Regions from separate parts of the Zea mays genome. Here region 2 is linked to region 1. A link is a contact called in public Hi-C data. All regions are on one chromosome and are shown on one strand. The core of a region is the stretch at or near the end of the contact, and the rest is flanking DNA. Distances in the headings are between cores, read along the strand shown. Region 1 holds the start of LOC103639955 (pyridine nucleotide-disulfide oxidoreductase domain-containing protein 2). Region 2 holds the start of LOC100273972 (Dof zinc finger protein DOF2.2).

Region 1 (5,359 bases), core at 1,794-4,293:
GAGGATGGTGGAGATGTTCCAATACATGTAGAGCCTTGGCGCCGCATAGGGTCTTGCTCCACCACATTTGTTGTTCCCTCTAGTTGACCCTACTCGGTTCCATACTCCTGTGGGTTTCAAAATTTTAGTCCTGCATGATATATATTCATCTGGTCTCACACATGCAATCTCTTCTCTGTGCAGGGACAATCGGTGGCATCGAACAACCCTCACGCTTCGCTCAGCCCTTCGCTGACACAGTCTAGCTGCAACCTCGCAGATGATCTTATGGTTGTCAAACTTGTTTGTGAAACTTGGTCTGAACTTGTGTGAGTTGTGGTCTTTGTGATACTTATGTTTGTGATAGAACTTATGTTTGTGAAAAACTTGTGAGACTCGTGGTTTTTGTGAGATATGTGGTATCTATTATGTATGTAATGATTCTGTGCACTTTGTGATGTATATGTGATGATTATGTGATATATGTTTTGTTTGTTTGGATGGAATAATAAAACCAAATAAAAAACAATTTTCTAGTCACTTTGCCGAGTGTTACACACGACAAAGAGCTCCTTCGCCTAGTACAGTGGCAAAAGTGTTAGACAAAGAAGGCACACCTAGGAACCGGTAAAGCTTCGTTGTCGAGTATTGTGGTCCTAGCACTCGGCAAAGAAGCACCCTTTGTCGAGTGCCTCTCGGCAAAGGGACTGGCAAAGGGGACCACTGGTGCTCCCTTTGCCGAGTGCCAGGCAGGCAGGCACTCTGCAAAAAAGCTCCCTTTGCTGAGTGCCAACTTGCGGCTCTTGGCACATATGGTGCCATGGGGGCCTACTAGAGCCTGCTTTGTTGAGTGCCAGGCCGGCTGGCATTCGGTAAAGGTTCCCTCTTTGCCGAGTGTAAGTGAGTACACTTGGCAAAGTCTTAGTCACCGTCACTTGTCACCATGATGGTGACTTTTCTTTGCCAAGCACTAGATGGCACTCGACAAAGACTTTGTCGAGTGCCCGACAAAAAGTACTCTACAAAGAAGTTGTTGTCGATGTACAGTTCACCGAGAGTCACACTCGGCAAAGACTTTGCTGAGTGCTTGAAGCACTCAGCAACGCAACTGTGTCCAGTAGTGTATATGGCTTACCAAGGAAAACGGCTAAGGCCGAGCATAGCTTTTAACTTTGTTGTTCAAAATTTTATTAGCAATTACTTAGTATAAGTAAATACCATCCCAATCAAAATAATATATCATAATGAAATTCCCACAATACAATGCATGACATGTTAAATTTAATTTCATACATTACTCATGTGAGGGTCCGAACCGCTCATGACCGTGAGCACGGCTGATATACCAGTTTTACACTCTGCAGAGGTTGCACATCTTTACGAACAAGTCGTGTTCCCTTTTCGCATTGGGTTGTGCAGACCCTTAAACATTTCCAAGGTGAGTTGGCGAGGACACACTACGAGGCCTTTATAAAGTTTCACTAGCATCAGAAAAGTTGCTATGGTTTCAAGCAGAGGGGGTATAGAATCCCTTGTCCAGAAAGCTATCATAGACAGCTTGACCCGAGAACCTCCCTGTACTTGTGGTAACTCCTCCACGCTTGCCCCTTTTGAGAAAGAATTCTCACATGCTAGCTTTCCTAATTAATCAGCCAACATCATCCCATTCCACCATTGTGATAGCATTGTTGTCTCGGGTGGTCGCTCCATGTTCCAATTAATAAAATGATCTTATCATGTATAATAATAAAGCCAACATTAATAATAAGACCAGATCATAATTTGTATGTAACATTAATCCCAAAACCAAGTAGAACAATAGCAAGACTACCCAATAACTCATTTGCATGCAAGGTGTAAGATAAAGAAAACTAGGTAACCTATTAAGTCCCGTCTAACAATGAAATCAGGGTGTGAATATAAAAGTAAATATTATTAGGTCAAAAATGTGATCAAGGACCCAACTTGCCTTTTACTTGCGATAACTTGTTGATTAGATCTCTTCAAAAGTCTAGATCTACAGACCACATACACTCGCCTGTCTAAACGTAGCAGTACAAGCATACAGACAAATAATGATTTAAAATTTGAAGCACACCAAACATGAAAACCAAATACGTAAGAGTATTATATGCATCGAGACGAATCCGCGATTTCGAGAACTACTAAAAATGGAGTTCAAACACGAAAGATATAGATTTTCTAAGTTTCTAGATTTATTCTTATACAAAAGTCATGTTCTGTTTTTTTATTTCCCAAAAACCTAGATGGTGGCTTCAATTTTTTTGGAATGTCCAGCGTGCTTTGTGTAAATTTCAAGGCCTTGTTTTAAATACTATTCAACTGATTTGGACAGCGACTTTATTAAGTAAAAAGGCCAGGGGCACTTTATGAAAACAGCCTCGCTATTATAACGTGCGAGTGTTACTGCCCGTTAGATCTTGATATGAGGGATTGGATAAGATGGCCGAACCGGTATGAAGTCTAGACCACCGGATCATCATCTAACGATCCATAACTCACCCCGTAGCTTTACATCAAGATCCAACTATAGACGTCCGATCGGATTTCGATGCATCATATTTAATGACCCGCAAAACGGTATACTCCAATCAGGGTCATTCCTTGGATGTTGCACGTCCTCCCGCCGACCAGTTGTGGCGACGTGCAGAGCCCACGTGGCGAAGGCCATGGTCGTCGAGCACGCAAATGCGCCCCAATATCTGATTCCCAAAGTTGATAGGTTCTAAACGAAGCCTAGTCTATTACGCATCGAATAAGGTACTTCTTACCAGATATAGTGGTGGGAGCAATGTTGCCATGGAGGCCATCGGCTCCACGATGGAGAAAGAATTCCGACGAGCAATCTCTGGTGCTCCACTATGAATTTCCACCAGGCGAGGCCATAATCACCTTCCTCGCGATCTAGTTAAGCCCCATGACCCGACATTGAGACCCCATCGATGGTGTACGAACGAACCAACAATGGCGGCTTCGGTTCTTACTCAGCGACCTGCTCGACGTTCTTCGTTTTTGTGGTCACGACATACTCGAGTGGATGTGCAGGGCGATCTCGGGGGCTCAGGATTTATAACCGAAGCTAAGGACCCAGGCCAGATGAGATTGAGCTGGCAGCAACGGAGTTTGTTACGATTTTTTGAAGTTTGTTGCGATCGCGCATGTGGCTTGTTGCGAGGGAAGGGACGAATCCGATGAATGGGGCCCACATGGAGGTGACAAGAGATACACGTGAACTTGACTGTGAGGGGAGCGTGCGACGAGGCATGGGAGACTAGCCCATGAGCCCCATGGGTCAGCCGTGTGGTAGAAAGAAAAATGAAGGGAATTAGATGGGTCGACGGGTGCTTAATCGGCCCATTTAGCGAAAGAAGAGGGCGATCTGGGCCAAGAGGGATGAGGGCCCGAGAGGCAGGTAAGGTTAGGTACACTTTCTTTTTTATTTCTAGTTTCCTTTTCCTTTTTAAGTTTTATTTTTTTCTAGTTCAAATTTCAAATTCAAGTTAGAATTCAAAATCCATCAAACTGAAATGCACAAGCAAATAAATCTCCATCATGCAATTTATGATTTTATTTATATGATTTATTTAGGCCAATGCTTCAAATATGCAACACATATTGATGATTTAAACATAACACTCTTTTAAAGATATTGTCTTATTGAAAGCATATTATTCATTTTAATATAAAATAGTTTATAATGTATAATATTCAAGAGATACTTTGAAATAAATCGCAACTCATATAAGGATCTTCTCATCTATTTTTTCATATTTTTAGGTTCCAAATTACATCGCTCATTTTAATTGTTCAGACCTAAGTTTGAACCATCTATTATTACCATTCGACCATTTTACATAATTTGTTTTTGAAAATAAAGGAAATTCTTATTAAATGCTTTTTAATTTTTATAATCCTTTGGGGACAATCTTTCCTAAAACCCAAAATAGTATTTTGGGTGTTACAATTTTGCCTCACTAGGCAGCCAATAGCTACTTTTGGGTTGATCTATTTATACCCCTCACCATGGCCTATTATAGGTTGCTAAAGCTTTCCACATCCATATACACCATCAAAGACAAGAGAGATCTCCAAATTCACCCTTTTCTGGGACTTGAGTGCATGTAGTCTCATTTTTTAATCCAATATCAAGAATTGAGCATTATGAGATTGTGTGTGAAAGAAACTTGAGAAACCCTTAAGTACTTTGTGGTGAAATCAAGTTCATGTGAAGCGTTTGTTACCCTTGGAGCCTTGCTTTTATATGTATTAGTGGTTGTTAGTGTATCCCCATGGTGTCCTGCACGAGCAAAAGTTTGTGAGGGCTTGATCTAGTATTAAAAAAAGGAAAAGAGATAATCTAGTGGAGAATGCAAATAGGTCAATTTGGATCCAGCAAGAGTAGACCTTTATTGGGTTACTTATGGCTTCCACAATAGAGATGTATGACTCTTGTGGTGATGCTCTAACTTCGGTCAAACAAATAATTGTGCCTTCTTTATTTGTTTGTCTAACTTTACTTTTACATTGAATTTTTCATATTTTACGAGCCTCCATTTGTTTCTACTTGTTTGTACACGTTTGTGGGTGTAGGCATCAATTGACAAAGTTTCATAGGTACAAAAAGCACTCCTAAAACACCTTAGATTTTAGAGGAAGAAAGAAAAGCACAATAAGTTCTTGATGAGTTTTCTAGAACAGTCTAAGGAAACTAGCTAGGTTAGTTCGAGGAACTAGCCAGCCTTGTTATTCTGCTATGCAAGAGGAAAAAAACAACTAGGATAGTTTGGAAACTAGTTAGGTCAGTTTTGCTAGGTGAAGTGGCATTTTATTTGTGTTTTGTGTAGGTTTATTTTTATAAAAGCCTATGCAATGTTCTGTTATAGGCTTCATTTAGGTTTTTCTAGTTTAAAAGGATATTTTCGATAGATGGCTAGAGAGGAATGAATGAGTTAGACAACAAGGATGTCGTAATAATAACTACCTCTAGCTATGTGTTGCAATTGTAGTGTGAGCAATACATACACAATTCTAGTATCAATAGAAGAACTACATTATATCACTAGAACTATTAAGGATAACTTAGTTTGCTCCTTAGGATGACAAGCCTAATTTTTGTACACTATGAATTGTAAGCACATAATGTAAAGTTCAAATGTAGAGTGATCAATACCACATAAAAGGAGACATCAAGATATATCCCTATGGATAAATGACTTGTCGATCATCTACATCCATGCTGAGACAAGCCCTAGGATTATCACTTCCCTATCAAGATAAGGACCATGATAGATTGTGTCAGAGAGAAAAATCCTCCGACCGGGTGGCGGAGTGCACTCACCCTGATCCTAAGATGAGGAGG
Region 2 (5,705 bases), core at 2,330-4,829, 170 kb before region 1:
AAATTAAGTTTAATTTCTTTGTCACCTAAAAATTCCCTTTCTTAACTTCTCAACGTTTCATGAGCTAGCTATTATTTCTTTAGATGAAGGAAAAAGTATCCAACCTCAACACTGACAAGTGAGTGTGTTCGGCTCAATGTTGCAAACCTACATAGCACTGAATCAATTGTGAATGAATACATCAACTAGCTTCTGGTCAGTGAGAAAATCTAGTCTTACTTAGTTGCCATGTTAAATTTTCTCAGGAGAGATAGTCCATGAATCCCAATAAGTTCCAAGAGCTAGTTTAACATGAGGATATAATCAAATTAGGACATGATTAAGTTTGATAAAAAAATGGTAGATGTAGTCGTAGCTGTACCAGCCAAATTTTCAAAATTGAATGCGAGGAAATACTCTTTAATCCTCATACAAGTTATCGGACTCAAACAGGGACAGAGCCATAAAAAAATTACGAGGGACTGAACTAAATCGCTACTCCCTCCGTCCACAAATGTTGGTCATTCTCACTTTTCGAATGGTCAATCAATTTTAACTTTGACCACAATTATATAAGAAAATATTAATATTTATAGTACATAATTAATATCATTAGATATATCTTTGAATCTATTTTTGTACTCAACTTATTCGAAGATACATATTTCAAATGTTGCTAATATATTCTACAAAGCTAGTCAAACTTAACAAAGTTTGACTGGCACGAATACCATAGCGACAAACATTTATGGACGGAGGGAGTACAATATATGAGCCACACCTACATTATATTTGTATGTTTTGAAATTTTGGAAAGTTTCAGTGGACACCATAGGCTCGATAACGGTAGGGGGCTCGAGCCCCGTCCACCTCACTGCTACCTCCGTCATTGGACTCAAGGGGATTCATGAGTTTCAAGAGGTGGAAGAACAGATTCCATCAAATTGAGACTTGATTTCCATAAATATGAAATGTAGATCAAAACATTTTAGTCAGGTATGGTCATGTTGATCAAATATGGCCACTCAGCTGATATCATCATGTCGATCAAATTTTAAATGGGCGAACATAGCCATTTATACTCATTCATTAATGGAGTGTTTGGTTTGAGGAATAATATAGTCCATCATCTTCTCACTCCTCATTTTTTTTGTTTGGTTTGTGGAATGAAGTAAGTTAATCTATCACCACCTCATTGCTTATAGTTAGTTGTTTAGTACTAATATGTGGAATAGAGTTATCCCACCAAATTTGAGGAATGGACCCATTATGCACCACTTCATTTTGGATAGAGTGGTTCATCAAACCAAACACCTCATAACTTTTCCAACATTTCGATCAACAATAAAACATCCAAACACACATCTGCAATTTAGAAACGGGTTGTACTAGTACAACTATGCCCACCAAGTTCTCATATAATTAAACATAGTATAGTTAAGTAACCTGACACATATAACCTCCATGAGTCAACACATGCACTTCCCACTACATGCAAAACTACCAACTGCACGACATTAACCAGCTTAAAACTCATAAGAAAAAAAACATGTAAAAACCTTACCCCAACACAAGATCATCACCAGCCTAATTGAAGAAGACGACGCCAATTAAGTTCCAAACACCACATAAACCCTAGAACTAATTGAGGATGGTGAGCTAGTTCAGCTTCATCAGCATCCATGCATGCATGCCCCCCATCATGCATGCCCAGGTGGACCTGGACGCGGCCACATGCAACTCACAACACATTCCCCGACGAGGATGAGCTGAACCCCGACAAGAACTCCACCGGCCACCCACCGCCACCGCCGGTGCTGCCGGGCCAGTAGGACTGCTGCTCATGATGCGCCGCGATGGCACCTCCGCCGTTGCTGCCGTGCTCCTCCATCTTCACCGCCGCGAGCTGCGCGAGCAGCCCCGAGGCGACGACGCCCCTCGGGAACCCGTCAGCTGCGAGGACGCCGGTGCCGTCGTCGGCGAAATGGTAGCCGTGCAGGCCAGCCTGCTGCAGGAACTGCGGCTGCATCTGGAGCGGGAGGTAGTGGTGGTAGCCCTCCAGCGAGGCCTCAAGCGCCGCGGCGGCCGCTGCGGGCGGGAGGCCGAGGTGGGGCAGCTGCGCCTGCATGCCGGCGATGGCCTCGGCCGCCGCCATGGCCGCGCTCGTGGTGGTGGTGGTAGTGGCCGTGGTGGAGGTGGAGGTGGTCGAGGACGAGGAGGTTGCCGCCGTGGCGCCCGCGCCGCCGCCGCGGGACGACTTCTTGCTGGAGCGCTTGGTGTTGCGCCTGCACCCGCCGCCGACGGGCACGTTGCGGAGCGCGCCGCCACGGGTCCAGTAGCGGCGGCACGCCTTGCAGAAGTGGCGCGGCTGCGACAGCGAGTAGTTATTGAAGTAGCAGAACTTGGTGTTGGTCGAGTCACAGCGCGGGCATCGGAGCGTGCCGGGCTCCGGCAGCGGCACGCGCGCGAGCCGGGCGCGCTCCGCCATCGACACCACGGGGCGAGGCTGCGCCCCTGCCCCCGCTCCCGCCGCGGCTTGCACTGAGGCCGAGGTGGACGAGCCGCCTCCCGCCGGACCGCTCGCCGCTGTGTCAGCAGGACCCCCCGGCAGCGGCGCCAGGCCGGACGGAGGAGGCATGAGGTGGTGGTGGTCGCTGCCACCGCCGCTGCCGAGGAGACACTGGAGCGGTGACTGCTGCTGCATCTGCATCTGCATCTGTATGTATAACGAATCAATTAATAAAGGCTGGAATTCAAAGCACGGTATATTCAAGAACATGCCTATAATGATGCCCTTCCTTTGTGTCTATGCTCAACCAGGGCATGAGCATAGGTAGTAAACAAACTTGCGAATCACAGCGATCAATCAACCAGAGATTTGAAGTTCGTATTGGAAAAAGGCCGGATTCACTCTAAAATAATAATTAGGAAACGGAGAGAGAAACCAGTTCGTCATGCTTGTGCATGACGAAACTAAAAGTAAGGAACGAAGAGTATATGATTGGATAAACCAATTACCTGGCCCCAATTGGGAGGGTCTAGGAAGATCGGGAGCGAGGAGAACACCATGATGATCGATGCGGTACCGGTGGCGAAGAACTACTTGGGCTCTTCCGCTACTTTCAGTGACCCTGACTTTGCGAGGGAGAACGAAGGAGAGAAGAAGAGAGTGTGTGAGGTGAGGAGTTGGAAACCACAACTTTCCTTGGCCCTGCCCTCAAGTGGCGCCTTTTATAATTTATGTCGCCTTCCTTAGCTGCTAAGAGAGAACCGTCGAGCTGGACGGAGCTACCTGCAGCTAAGAACAGTGCCGCAAGACAGCAAGAGACAGAGGCGGAGAGGGTGATGAGGAGGATGGCTAGCTAGAGAGCTAGTGGGGGTGGCTGGATGGATGTGTCATGGGTGAAGAGAGAGAGAGTAAAGTGTGATGGCTCAAAAAAGGTGATGGCCATGGCAAACCCTAGGTAGCTAACAGTAGGAGAGAGAGAGAGAGAAGAATGAAGACCTCAATCAGTGTGCAGGAAGAGAGGAGGAGACATGGACGGCGTCACCAGAGAAAGCGCGCGGAGGAGGGCTCCAGCACGCAATGGAAGGGGATGGGGATCGATCGGACGCGAGGAGGCGAGATGAAGGCCCCTCTGCTGGTGCCCCGTATTTATACACCACCAAAAGCCAAAATAAAGTGAAAGCGAGCCGGTCTGCTCTCTTGGTGGTGCCTGCCTGAGCTTGGCGACCCAAGTGCTCGTTAGCTAGGGCCCACCCGAGCTGGTAGATTATAGTGTTCTTATGTATTTATACGTGTACGGACGTACTCATCTGCTTAATTACGTGGTTATGCAGAATGGGTTTGGTTAGTCATGCAAATGATAGTGAATTGGGATAACGTACGTATTTTACTGATGAGCTAGCAGTGTCCGAGAGTGCGATAAATACGGGATGGGTATTTTCTCGGTATTAATCCGTCCGAAAGTGTTTAAATACTAATTAAGAACTATTTTGGAAGCAACTCAGTTTTTAAGGAACTAGTTTTTATCTTTTAGTTAGGAGAGACCAATTTTTTATTTTTAAGAAATTAGTAATCTAATTTCTATAAAATAAGTCATAAACTGATATATTTGAAACCAACTCAATTTCTATAAATCAGTTTTTTAGAAACTGAGTGTTTTCAAACAGACCTAAGTAATCTTTACATAAATTCATATATTGGATATGCATACTATATATTACTCGGTATGTTTAAAGTTGGAATATACTTTGGTGTCGTTTGGTTTTCACGGAACGGAGGCCTGGAACAATTTCTAGCTAGATTTTTTCTCTAAGTTATATAAGTTTTGATTAGATGGAACGATTCCAAGTCCATTCCTGAACAAACGAACAAGCCTTTATAAGGATTGGATATCGTATTTGACACATCCGACATTCATCCCTAGCTAGGAGCAACGGAATGGTAGTATCTCCGTTCTCCAATATTTGTCGGCTGCTAGTTTATTTTTGAAATAAACAATGATAAATAAAAAAGAACGGAGAGAGTATTTTCAACTGTATTGTAATATTGGTGTCATCACTCTGATCCATCCTGAAATATCTTGGCATTGCAGCTGTTATAAGTCAAGTTATCAGCTTCACCGGAGTTATTTTAAAAAACATTAACACATATAAAATACATTTCACAATGTATCTACTGAACTCATCTGGTATTAAAAGTATCATTTTACTTTGCTATACATTTAGACAAATTTATGATGAATTAACTGAGGACAACTAAATTCTTATATTTCATGACCGAGAGGGAGTATGTATTTGTTGTGAGGTGTACTGAGATTAGAAGAATGAGTTCGGTTCTTTAACTTAAGCTAGCTATAGTTTTGTCGTTTCTTATCAATAATATTGAGCTTGCTTACCTTGCCCTATATCTCGGGTCATGCTTAGGCGCTGAGGTAGTGCCCACTGGCGGGCGCATGCATAACACATTTATGGCCGACACTAAAAAGGCCATTCAGAACCTAAAATGGTTTGTTATCACCAAAAAAACACGTTAATGGCTTTAGTAACTAAATAGAAATATTAAGTTTTTTATCAAATTTGTTTGTCTTTTTTTTGTTTGGTCAAATCTGTGATGGGGTTCTGTATTGTGTGATATGTACTACGAGTAACTTACTAGAATTTTGTAATGTATCCTTGATGTGATATAATTGGTAAACTAGATTGCAACATGTATGGTTATTTAAAAGGGAATCTGGAACTATGGAGGTGTGTTATGTTCTCTATTCTAAATTCTGGTCATATTTGTGGGTTGTTTGTAGTTTTTAGGCCAGAATTTGGATTTTAGGTTTTTTCTATTTCAGACCGGAATTTGAATTTCAAGCTTTTTTCATTTCGGATCGCCTGAATTAAGTCCGGTACGTGTAAGCAAAAATATGTTAGGTCATGGGTCGACAACTTAGCCCATGGGCTAGCCCGGTATAGTCCATAATTATTGTGTGTCAGATTGGCTTAGAATTGAAACGTGTCATACCATTTTAGGCATGGGGCCGAGCCTGTGGGGGATAGATATCCCCTGGGTCCACTAAAGAAGTAAAAGGCCTCACGAAAAGCCCAAGGGCCCAATAATTCGTAAGGTCATTCTTTCGTGGGCCTAGGGAAAGACAACCAATAAAGAAGACGTGGGACTGATTAGTGCAAACACAGGCGGCCCACAACGTCGAACGAATGAATCACAAACAGAG

What was found. A called contact is a pair of places that touch in the nucleus more often than the background predicts.
Region 2: a Hi-C map of ear shows a contact between it and region 1, with 2.8 times the contacts expected there. The contact joins the promoter of LOC100273972 here to the promoter of LOC103639955 in region 1. A contact is called at or near these places in 2 of 25 Hi-C or Micro-C datasets (ear and tassel).

The regions. Positions count from the first base shown.
Region 1 is chr1:157,836,206-157,841,564 of Zm-B73-REFERENCE-NAM-5.0, reverse strand. It overlaps LOC103639955 (pyridine nucleotide-disulfide oxidoreductase domain-containing protein 2), which reads right to left and starts at 3,043. Exons shown (of 7, transcript XR_004855367.1): 1 at 2,772-3,043; 2 at 1-1,709.
Region 2 is chr1:158,003,465-158,009,169 of Zm-B73-REFERENCE-NAM-5.0, reverse strand. LOC100273972 (Dof zinc finger protein DOF2.2) reads right to left here and starts at 3,579. Exons shown (of 2, transcript NM_001398897.1): 1 at 2,998-3,579; 2 at 1,333-2,695. The coding sequence starts at 3,048. The coding sequence ends at 1,721.